Linked DNA regions of Mus musculus: regions 2 and 3 are each linked to region 1. Evidence: chromatin contacts called from public Hi-C data. All regions are on one chromosome and are shown on one strand. The core of a region is the stretch at or near the end of the contact, and the rest is flanking DNA. Distances in the headings are between cores, read along the strand shown. Region 1 has its middle 14 kb from the start of Id2. Region 2 has its middle 160 kb from the start of Gm29835. Region 3 has its middle 190 kb from the start of Gm29835.

What was found. Hi-C and Micro-C count contacts between places; a contact is called where the count stands out from the background.
Region 2: a contact with region 1 is called in a Hi-C map of liver, with 2.4 times the contacts expected there. The contact joins two enhancer-like sites. A contact is called at or near these places in 1 of 484 Hi-C or Micro-C datasets (liver) and 12 of 115 datasets of contacts at active chromatin or transcription factors (T-cell acute lymphoblastic leukemia, bone marrow-derived dendritic cells, bone marrow-derived macrophages and 9 more).
Region 3: a Hi-C map of liver shows a contact between it and region 1, with 2.0 times the contacts expected there. The contact joins two enhancer-like sites. A contact is called at or near these places in 2 of 484 Hi-C or Micro-C datasets (both in liver) and 7 of 115 datasets of contacts at active chromatin or transcription factors (CD4 T cells, T-cell acute lymphoblastic leukemia, craniofacial prominence and 4 more).

Annotation. Positions count from the first base shown.
Region 1 is chr12:25,108,514-25,112,122 of GRCm38.p6, reverse strand. No RefSeq gene overlaps it. Among named protein-coding and RNA genes, the nearest start is that of Id2, 14 kb to the right of the region's middle. Within about 2 kb of position 1,937, at least 64 of the 459 cell types and tissues checked have an H3K27ac peak or open chromatin away from gene starts, as enhancers often do. A contact at or near this core is called in hepatocytes and liver, where this site is marked.
Region 2 is chr12:25,814,490-25,818,098 of GRCm38.p6, reverse strand. No RefSeq gene overlaps it. Among named protein-coding and RNA genes, the nearest start is that of Gm29835, 160 kb to the left of the region's middle. Within about 2 kb of position 1,733, at least 3 of the 459 cell types and tissues checked have an H3K27ac peak or open chromatin away from gene starts, as enhancers often do. A contact at or near this core is called in hepatocytes and liver, where this site is marked.
Region 3 is chr12:25,784,481-25,788,089 of GRCm38.p6, reverse strand. No RefSeq gene overlaps it. Among named protein-coding and RNA genes, the nearest start is that of Gm29835, 190 kb to the left of the region's middle. Within about 2 kb of position 1,694, at least 20 of the 459 cell types and tissues checked have an H3K27ac peak or open chromatin away from gene starts, as enhancers often do. A contact at or near this core is called in liver, where this site is marked.

The sequences.
Region 1 (3,609 bases), core at 688-3,187:
GAGCCAAGAGTCTTGGGCATCCACCATCAGCCATAGAAACTACCAGGCCTGACATCTGGAGAACAAAGGTGACAGATGGCCCCTGGTGGGGGGGGGAGAGATGTGGTTGAGAAGGTCAAGGATGACTTTTATGTCTTATTCTCAAAGCCAGGGGGAAATCTAAGCTAAAAGAAACAGTGACCACGTGGGTTTAAACTGCCCTTCTAGGCTGAGCTCAGTAGCAGATCGTTTGCCTACCATGCACAGGGTTAGATGCCCAGTCCTGCAAAACAGAGCAAAGCAACCTCAGTGGCTAATATTCCATCGACCCTGTAGGTCATCTATTAGGGCTCAGTTGTGTGGGCCTGACTCTAATTTCCACAGATTCCACATTGACTCCATCCAGGTCCTTCTGCTTCTAAGACTTTGGGCTCCTTACCATGACCATGTTGTAACACAAAGACATGCTCAATACACTATGGGTGCAGATTTCGGGATACTACCTATCTTATTTTAAAAACAAGAGTCCATGGAGCCAGTGGGTAATGTGGTGGAGAGAGAGCTTCCCGATGCATTGTCCTCTCAGTCCCCACAAACTCCAGGCCAGACACTCCGGGAAATCTGAAGCTGAGGCAAGGTACAATGAAGCCACCTATTTGGGTATTAAGCCCTGAATCTAAAGTTAGAATCCTCAGATAGGCTCATCTCCAAATCTAGATTTCTCACCCTTGACTCCCTGCCCTTAAAGCATTAAACAGATTCCAAAACAGAAATAAACACAAAGGCTAAAGGTGTAACTTAGGCGTAGAAGGTGTTTGCCTAACTCATATGACACCCTGGGTTATCCCTGGCATTACAAATAAATAAAAATAAATAAATAAATAAATAAATAAATAAATAAATAAATAAATAAATAAATAACAAGAAAAACTTTCCAATCTCTCCTCCCCATTGGCTGACCTAAGCAGCCAGTTCTTTCTAAAACATAACAACCCAGTCCTACTGAAGAAAGAAATCCAGCTTTAAAAGGAGTCCAGCTAACAGCTTGGGGTGGTCACATGAGCTCCACATAGCACCCCTAGAAGACAGGTCAGCTCAGATTGTTCTTTGAGGCACGCTGAGCAGAAAGACCCTGAAAGAGGTTCCAACTAGCTAGCCTCTAAGAGGAGGGCATCAAGAAGGCCCGTGCCCCAATCACCTTGGGAGTCAACAGCAATGAAAATCCCCAGCTTTGACTTTGAGTTAGCCAAGTGCCAGTGTTTGTACAACCTTGTCAAGTTGCCATCTGTCCACGTAGCGTATAAAAAAAGAGGTCAACATGTCACACCATCTCAGAGTTTGGAATAAACCCTATCACTTTTAACAACAAAAAGAAAAGCCCCGTAGCAAGCCCCAGACTGGACGGAAGCAGCAAGGCCCAGACCGGACCTCCCAGTATCTATCTGTCCTAGAACCTGTCTCTAGAGTGGAAAGATATCTGGCTTTCTTTTTCCTCTCATTATTAACTTAGAATTGTTCTTCCAAATAGTGTCAACTTTTACTCTGTACTGGATATGTGGCAAATTATCTCGGCTCCCATGGAAAGCCAGGCTGTTAAGTCATGCTGAGTCACTGGGCTTCCAGGGCCCTGGGGAGGTCACCAGCAGGTTGGGGCAGGCTGGGGCTGGCAGTGTCCTCTGCCTTCCGTGCCAATGAAGGCAGATCTTGGAATCAGTTCAAGAGAGGGTGCACTAGGGCCAGGGCATAGCAGATTCTCCCACAGGACTGGAGGTGGCACAGACTGAGCTCCTCAGAGCGCAGCTGAGAGATGGGCCCAGTGAACGAAATGGAGGGACTCTGGGAGAAGTGTACCCTACAAAAACAAAAAATGAACTCGTTAGCATCAAAATGGAAAGCTGTCTTTGATTTAGAGCTTGTTGGTGTTTGTTTTCAAGAGGTCGCATGGCCAGGCTGTCCTTGAACTTGGTCATTCTACCTCCACCTCCTGAGCACTGGGATCACAGGAAAGCACCAGCGGACCTGGCCCAACTGAGTTTTTTTTTGTTTTTGTTTTTGTTTTAAATGTGAGCTGGGGGTGAGGAGGCCAATGAGCTGGCTCAGCAAGTAAATGAGCTTGCTGATCAGGCTGCTGATCTCAGTTCTGTACCAGAACCCAAATAATGCAGGGGGAAAACTGGCTTCCTGCAAGTTGTCCTCTGCCCTCCACAGGTACACGGTAGTGTGCAAACGCATGCGTGCACGCACACATACACACACACACACACACACACACACTACCACTACCACCATCACCATTACCAAGAACAAGAAACCACTACCACCAACAATGACAACAAAATATGTAAATCTTGTTTTAACACCTATAGGCTGAGCAAGTGGGGGCAAGATTACAATCCAGAGGCTGAGTCAGGAGAATGCCATAAACCCAGCCTGAGTGACATAACAATACTTAATCTCAAATAAATGAGTGAAAATTTTACAACCGCATCATTCCTTCTGATATTAAATTATCTTCAAAAATGAAAATAACGAACAAAATGCTGGGCATGGTAGCATACACCTTTAATCCCAGCACTCCAGAGGCAGGTGGAGATCTGTGTTCTCAGCCAGCCTAATCTGCAAAGCAAGTTCCAGGTCAACCAGAGCTACACAGAAAATCCCTGTCCCAGAAAACAAAACAAAACAAACAAAAACAAACAAACAAACAAAAACCTAACAAAAACAACATTAAAAAAATGATTCGGAAAAAAAAAAGATTAATCCTGTTGGTGACAACAGTTAGTGGTATGAGGTTAGTTGCTGCAGTTCAAAGTTCCCACAGATGCTCCATGCTGTTCTCAAGTGGCCACTTCCAGCACCACTGACCGTGACCATCAAGAAGCATAAAACTTCAGGTAATGCTAAGCTGCTGCCAACACCAGCCAGCAGACCCAGGCTCTCCAGGAAGGATGTACAGGGCCAGCTGGTGGCCCTGAAGTGGAGCTCCAAGGTCACAGTTCACTTCTACATAAACCAGAGGTGGCCAAGAGTTTCAGTTGAAAGTGTGAATTCCTCTCATGGCTGCATAGATTACCAGATTCTTACAGGCTAGGCAGGTCTGAGCGGGATTGAACCACACAGTCCACAGCTTCCTGAAGCTTGAAAGTCCTTCTGACTGCTTGTCACTCTGAGCTGAGCAGACAGGAGGAAGGGGTGGGTGTGTCCTCCAGGTGCAGAGTAATCATGGCCTTAAGCATCCGAAAGCAGCCAGATCACCTAGGCCAGCCCTCAGCAGGTGTAAATTCCAAGAGCCCAGGGAAATAGATATGGGCCCCTCCCTCCAGTGAGCCTGGGGTCATAGGCCTAAAAGGCAGGCAGGAAAAGAACCCAGAACTAGTCTAATAAGGCACCTGGGCAATTCCAGACACTTTGGGCACTGATGTTACACACCTACTAGCTACCTACTAGCTGTGTAAGGGGTCCAGGGAAGTCATGCAAATTCCTTACCTTCATTACAGGGGAGATTACACGCACATGCCACAGAGGGCCCAAGGCTTCTGGTCTCCACAGGGCCAATCAAGCAGTCCTGACTGCCTGGACAGTGTTTTTAAAAAGGGGGTTCAGAGGAAGCAGATATGTCACCTAGAGTGG
Region 2 (3,609 bases), core at 484-2,983, 710 kb before region 1:
TAGTACCTTCATAGGCTGACTTTAACTTTACACCCCATAGAAGAATAACATGGTCTTGCTAGACTGTTAATGTCACTGGCATCCAAACTGTGCATGTATCCCAAAACTCATCACTCTTCATGTTTTTGGTACCCAGAGCTGCTGTGCTCTAGAACTGTAACTCTGCCAACCTTCATGGCCTCTCATTCAGCGTAGCCCATGGTTTGTCCAAGGCCATGCTTGTCTCATGACTGGTCTCCTTTGACTGGGTTTTTCTAACTAGCTTTTGTCTCTATTTTGGATGTAGGAAGAAAATAAGTAATGACATTTGAAATTATTCTCCTTTACAATATATTCAAGTGTTTGGTAGCCTAGATAGAGAAACTGATGGTAATCAGGATCCATCATTCATAAATGGCCAGTTCTTGATCCCTCTACTGTTAATTTCTTCATTCTTGTTTTGTATGGTCACCAACTTCGTTATTGATTGAACGTATTTTTACTTACAGACTTCAGATTCATATCAGTCTTGGAAATTCAGCAGCAGCTGGACTGGTTCTTTCAAATAAAGGACAGGCAACAAGGGAAGAACATGTATAAATTATGTGACAATGGAAAGGGACAATCCTGGGGGTAGAGGCCAGGTACAATTATGGTATACAGAAGTGGGCATCAAGATTTGCACAGAACCAGAGAACACTGAAAGAAGGAAACTTTTCAGTATTAATGACCTGCAGGAACTTGCCTCTGTACACAGAAAATCACGTGGCTGTGGAGGAAATAAGCTTGCCCCAGAGCATGTAAATAATGGTATGAAAAGAGATAAAGCAGAAGGCAGGGCTAGAGGCAGATGCTAGGCCAAAGAAGAGCTTGAATATCAATGTGAATGATATCAGCTTGATGCTATCTTTGTGGTAACAGAAAACCTGTGACCAGCTTCAGTGAGAGCAGGACCTAGAACAAGTTATAAATTAAGCAAAACGAAATGCAGAGGTTGGAGAGATGGCTCAAAGGTTAAAAGTGCTTGCAACATTTTTGGAGGACCAGAGTTTGGTTCCCAGCACCCACAACAGAAAGCTCACAACCACCTGTAACACTAGTTCCAGGGGTATCTGATACCATCTTCCATCCTCTGAAGGTACCTACAATGTACTTACATACATACAGACAGACAGACATACAGACAGACAGACATGCATACAGACAGACAGACATACACATACACACACAGAGGTATGCTTAGAAAATAAATCTTTAATGATAAAAAGAACCCAAAGATGAGTACATTTAGTTGGCCTGCTACATCCACAGGTTACTTACCTGACGACTCAACCACGAACTGAACAGAACATGTTTTTCAGAAAGTATCTCTTTCTCCCATCTTTGTTCTCTAAAAGAGTCTGGTTTCACAGCAGTTTCACTGTATGTTGTGTTTTAAATAATACACAGTGATTTAAGGAATGTGGGAGATGATGTAGGCTCTGCCCAAATACTGTGTACATACATATACAGAAGAGACTTGTGCCTCTGCAGATTCTGCTATTCAGTCCCCACAGAATCCTGGGAGCTACTATGTTGATTGAAGAAAAACATGTTTTCTGAAATCCAAGCTCATTGTTTACTTTTACTTTTGTTTCCACTAATCTCCTCTTGCCACATCGTTATCTCAAAAATGGAAAACGTTGCTCAAGAGGGTCACTTTCCAATTGTAGGGATCTGACAAGGGGCCAGGGTTGATTTCCCATTAAGCCTGAATATCACATGTCTTCAGCTCTGAATTGCATGGGCAGCCATGGTTCTTTCTGAGAGCCTGCCACTTACTGCCCCAGCCCAGGTTCCTGAGTAGCAGCTACCTACCTGTGCATGTGACCTCTTTTGTGGCAAAGCCTGAGACACCCTTGGTTCTCTGAGCTATATCCTTGAACATGTCTCCTTAATATTCATTTGATACCCAAATCCTAGCCTATGACAGAACCACCATTTAAATCAGTAAACAGGGAGGAAAATCCACCCTCACACATGTGGGTCAGCCAAGGGTCTTGAGAGAAACAACAGGCAGAGCCCAGGTGAATTTGCTCTCTTTTTCTTTTGAAGCAGACATGTCCTCCTTCAGAACATAGGATTTCAGGTTGTCTGGTCTTTGAACTCCAGAAACCAAACCATTAATCTCTTAGATTTTCTGACTTTCAATCTGTATGCACATGTGTGTATATGAGATTGCATGCACAAGTTTACAGGCACACAAAGGCCAGGACTGGGTGTCGGGTCTTGTCCTCTATAAATCTTCACCTATTCCTTTGACACATGGTCTATGAACCTGGGGTTCACATTCCCTTGGTTAGGTTGGAAGCCAGCAATTTCCAGCAACCCTGGCCTGGCCCTCCTCAGAACTGGACTAAAAGGCATGTGTTGGTTGCCCAACTTGTTACATGGATGCTGAGACCTGAAGCTTAGTTTTCATGATTGTGCAGCAAGCTCTTTTAGCCAATTAGTCAGCATCATCACTCTAGGTCCAGACATTACATCTCAGAGCAAAAGTGGTTAATCCTTTCCCCTGGTTCAGAGACTCCTGGTCCAAGACAGTCATACTGCTACCTTCCCTGGTTCTCCAACCTATGGTGGGCTTTCTCCTCCACAGCCCATGAGCCAGTTTCTGGTAAATCTTTTCATATGACTACATCAGTGCCTGTACCTATATATGTCTTATTGTATTGTTCTCTTTGGAAACTCTTATTAAGATAACACCAGTCAATCTGTCTGTCCATTATAGAGAAGTTCCCATGCCTCCTCACTTCCTTTGTCTGTATTTAGAGGGATTTTATGTGATTTTATTTTCCACAGAGCTGTCAGCTTTTCTTATGTATCATAGATGTTTCCCCAAGTGCCAAGAATACACAATGAGTGAAAGACAGACTCTTCAAGAAAGACATTGAGAAAACTGGATATTCATATGCAAGAGAACAAAGTTGGACCTGTATCTTATACTCAACTCAAAAATACACTCGAAATGCCTTAAAGACAAACTGAAGGCCCGAAGCTTTAAATCTCCAAGAAGAAAACATAGGAAGAAAGCTCGGTGAAGACAGTCTTGGCAGTGAGTCTCTGGCTGTGCCATCAAAAGGACAGACAGCAAATGGAAAACCAGACAGGAAGACAAAGAAGCTTATGTGCAGCAAAAGAACCAATCAGAAAGGAGGGAGCCTCGGAACAGGAGAGAGGGTTTGGCAACCCTAGGCCTGCCAAAGGGTTAATGCCCACACTTGTCTTTCCAGTTCCCTCTTCATGGACCACAGCAACCCTCACCTTTACCACCACATTTGCTTGTTTATTGTTTGTTTGTTTGTTTGTTTGTTTGTTTGTTTGTTTGTTTGTTTGTTTCAACAAGGATGGGGAAATTTTCCACTGAAAATCCATAGCAAACAGCTCTAAACTTTGGCCCATGTGTCCACAGTCTGATTTTTGGGTCACACATCTTATTTGTTACTTTTCTTATTGATGTGGCAAAAGAGTTGGCCAACAAAAATGACAAGAAAGGCTTTATTTGGGCTGATGGATAGAGGACATGGTGAACCATCATAGTCAGGACTACAGTGTGGTGTTGAGTGGCTGTAGCTATGTCAACTGGAGCTG
Region 3 (3,609 bases), core at 445-2,944, 680 kb before region 1:
CGAATGTTTGTCTATTGAGTTCAAAGCATGGCAGCATGTTGAGCTCAACAAATATTTAAGTTCGACTTGATTCTCTGATGCTAGGAGCCTGACAAGAAGTTCTGACATGTGGCACTCAGTGGAATGACTATAGATGACAATTTTGGATGTGTACTCCAAATGGATTTTGAATGCTCTTAACACACACAAAAAGATAATGTCTAAGGAAACAATCAAACAATCTATACATTCATTAAACTTCATACAATATTCCATGAACGTGCACAATGCTTGCATTCATCAAAGGAGGGCATTTTTTTTTTCATGAAAACATACAGAACAACTGTACACACCTAACCATAGACCAGACACTGTGTAAAGCCTAAGATGATGAAAACACATGCAGAGAAATAAAGACAAGATGAGCAGCAGGAACGTGCAAGCTCCTATAAGAGGAGCTCTGTAAATCTGTGCCTGTATCCCCATGACCTGGTCCAGGCATCTTCTTTTCTAGAATTCTAAACATTACTAAGTGATGCTACAGACCTATTGATTAGACTGCGACTCCTGCATTGCAAGCAGCGCCTATAGACCCATGTGCTCAGCACTTTAATTAACTCAGGAGGATCAGAGATGTTTCTGGAAAGTAGAAGAATTAGCAACGGTGGACATTAAAACAATGAGTAAGAGTTGGGTTATTAATAAAGTCAGTAAAGTACCCGACTTGCAAGCATGAGTGAGGTACTACTGAGTTTGTTTCTCAAAAGCCCTTTTAAAACAAAACAGAGTGGGTGTGGTTTGTGCTTAATCTCAGTGTAGAGAGGTGAAGTCTAGTGGGTCCCTGAGGGTCACTTTTCAGTTGGCTCAGGCTACTTAGGGACCTCTGGCCAGTGAGAATGCCTAAATAAAAATACGGTGGACAGCACCTAAAGAGGAAAACCAAGGCTGTCCCTTAGCCTTGACATGAATATGACACCACACACACACACACACACACACACACACACACACACACACACCCAGTTGCAGGTGGGTGGGGGGATTGTTCCAAACAGTATCCACTGTAGAAGCAGAGGGAGAGTAAAGAAAAACCTTAGGAAGGGCTTCCCTTTGCCTGGTGCCTTGCAGCTGTAAGGAGAGACAACACACATACACCACATACACACACACACACACACACACACACACACACACACACACACACACATACAGGAGTCATCCTTCTGCCTTCCCAAGACTGCTATTTGTCTGCAGGCTGCCGAAGTGGATAGCCACATTTCTGTTAAGCTTCTTATCTCAGGAGGTTTTCATTTCTTTGTCGCCTGCTCACCTGCTTAGTATGTTATAGTCAGAGCCACCTGATCATTTTTTTTTAACAAATAAACCCCACTTTGATTTGAGCTCTGACTCCATCACACATTTGCCCAGTGGGCAAGCCACCTAGCTCTGCTGCAAACCTCTGTCCATGTCCCCGAAGAACGGACCAAATAGCAGATAGTAGTGCTCATGGTTAAGAAGTCAGGCATGGGAGCCCAGGCACGTAGCCGGCACAGAGTAAAGAAATGCTGTGAAGAAATCACTATTGAAACTAACAAATCGTCCTCTCATTTGAATCTTCAGACTCGACCATCTACGTGGTACAGTGATGAGCTCATGGCCTTTCCACTGTTGAAGCTCTTTTAAGACACATCAGCCCGGGACAGTGGTGACTCCTTGTGTTCCGATGGCCCCGTTCCAAGGCAAATGTTTAGGCTTGGCGGAGGGCTTGACAAGTTGCAGTCAGTGAGAGTTCTGTGCTTTAAAGAGAGATAAACATGGAAGCCTTTTTGTTTTGGGGGTTTGTTTTGTATTGTTTTTAATTTGGAGGGGGTGGAAGAGCTATGAGGAGAGGAGCTGCTTTCTCAGCAGGCATATAATAGCCATACAGGTGCACTGCCTCCTGGTGACACAGGGTGAACATTTGACCCACAGAGCCCGGTGAAGCCATCCCTGGGAGAGCCTGGAGCAAGTGCAATGCTGACTGTGTGCAGCCCTGTTTGACTTGGCTGTGGGCCCTGCAAACCTGGCAACGAGTATAGCCCAGAGGAAAACAGCCTTGACATTGACTCTGGTCAGTGCCATGCTCCGGGCCACCTGTGGGTTTCACAACCTTCTTTCTATTGCCCACAGCATCCTGGCCGGTTAATTTGTGTTCCCAGAAAAGAAAGATCCCATTGCTCTCTTGCTCTGGTGCTCAGTATCTGGTCCAGGTCGATGCCTAAAGGCACTCACCTGTGTACACCTCCTAGTACAGGCGCTGGGCCAGCTGTACCCTCAGAAGTCTTTGTTCATTCCGGTTTCTCTCCTGTTTCCAAGCACCAATAAATATGCAAGTTCTATTGCGATGGGGAAGAAACTAACTAACGTTCAGTAAGCACCTGCCTGGAGCCAGGTGCTGTCACACACAGCACCTTGTTTAATCCTCACAGCAGCGCTATAGGCAAAAAGTTAATACCTATATTCACTTGATAAAGAGGGTGAGCTTCCGAAGGCTTAAGCAATCTGGAGGCAGAGTGCATCGGTATGGACCAGATTTGCCTCCAGTCTTCCGAATCTCAGTTTATAGTCTGCATTCACTGAGATGCCTCCTACGATGTTCTGGAAAGAATAGTGCAGGTGGGGTTTGGGGAGCTCTGATATTGTGATTTTCAGATGAATCATTGCTTCACTTAATGGTTATAAAATGAAGGAGTAGACAGGTTGTCTCTCAGAGTGCTTTTGACTTGAATGTATTACATATTACACGCACACATCAACAGTAAATATAACATGCATGGAATTACTGCAGAGATGGGCAGAGCTGTGCTCTTGATGGAGTTCTATCGTGGACTCTGTGGAGGAGGTAACTCTAAAGGTATCCAGGAACCTTCCTATACCAAGAGAAATGGCATAAGCTTCCAGTAATGAGGGCCATTTAATTTATATATTTACAATAGCCCATTGCTCACAGCTCAGCAGTTCCTCCTCTGGTCTTCCTTTGCCCTGGCTAATGGCTCTAGTCTGATGTGTCACAAATACAAGAATCCACACTGAGGCCCCCAAGGGCAGAGCAAGCTTTACAGCCAAGATACATGGCTACACCAAGGGTAGCCATGGGAATGATTGGAGAGGGGACTCTGTGCCGGGAACCACGGTATGTGAACACTTTCACCATCCTCACGGCATACACAGAGAAAGCAGAGGCAGCAGCAGCGCTATAGGCAAAAAGCGAATACCTATAATCACTTGATAAGGAGGGTGAGCTTCCGAAGGCTTAAGCAGAGCTCACCGATACAGACCAGACTTTACAGCTGGGGAAACTGAAGCCCAGGAAGTTCACACACTCAGCTCCTGGTGAGGGGAAGCTTGGAGCTTAAGCCCATTGGTTGCTCTAGCCAGAAGAAGTATGCCTGTGGTCTTTCTCTTGTGTCCTCATGCCCTGATCTCAAAAACAGAAGCTGCAGTGGAAAAAAAAATAACAGAAAGAAACCAAAGGTTACTAAATAGGCATGATGTGCTGGCCACGTGATGTGAGTCATTTGAAGTCATTCTTGTAGCAACACCTTGTTTTTTGTGGTATCTCGAATAAACCATGGCTGAGAAACTAGAACA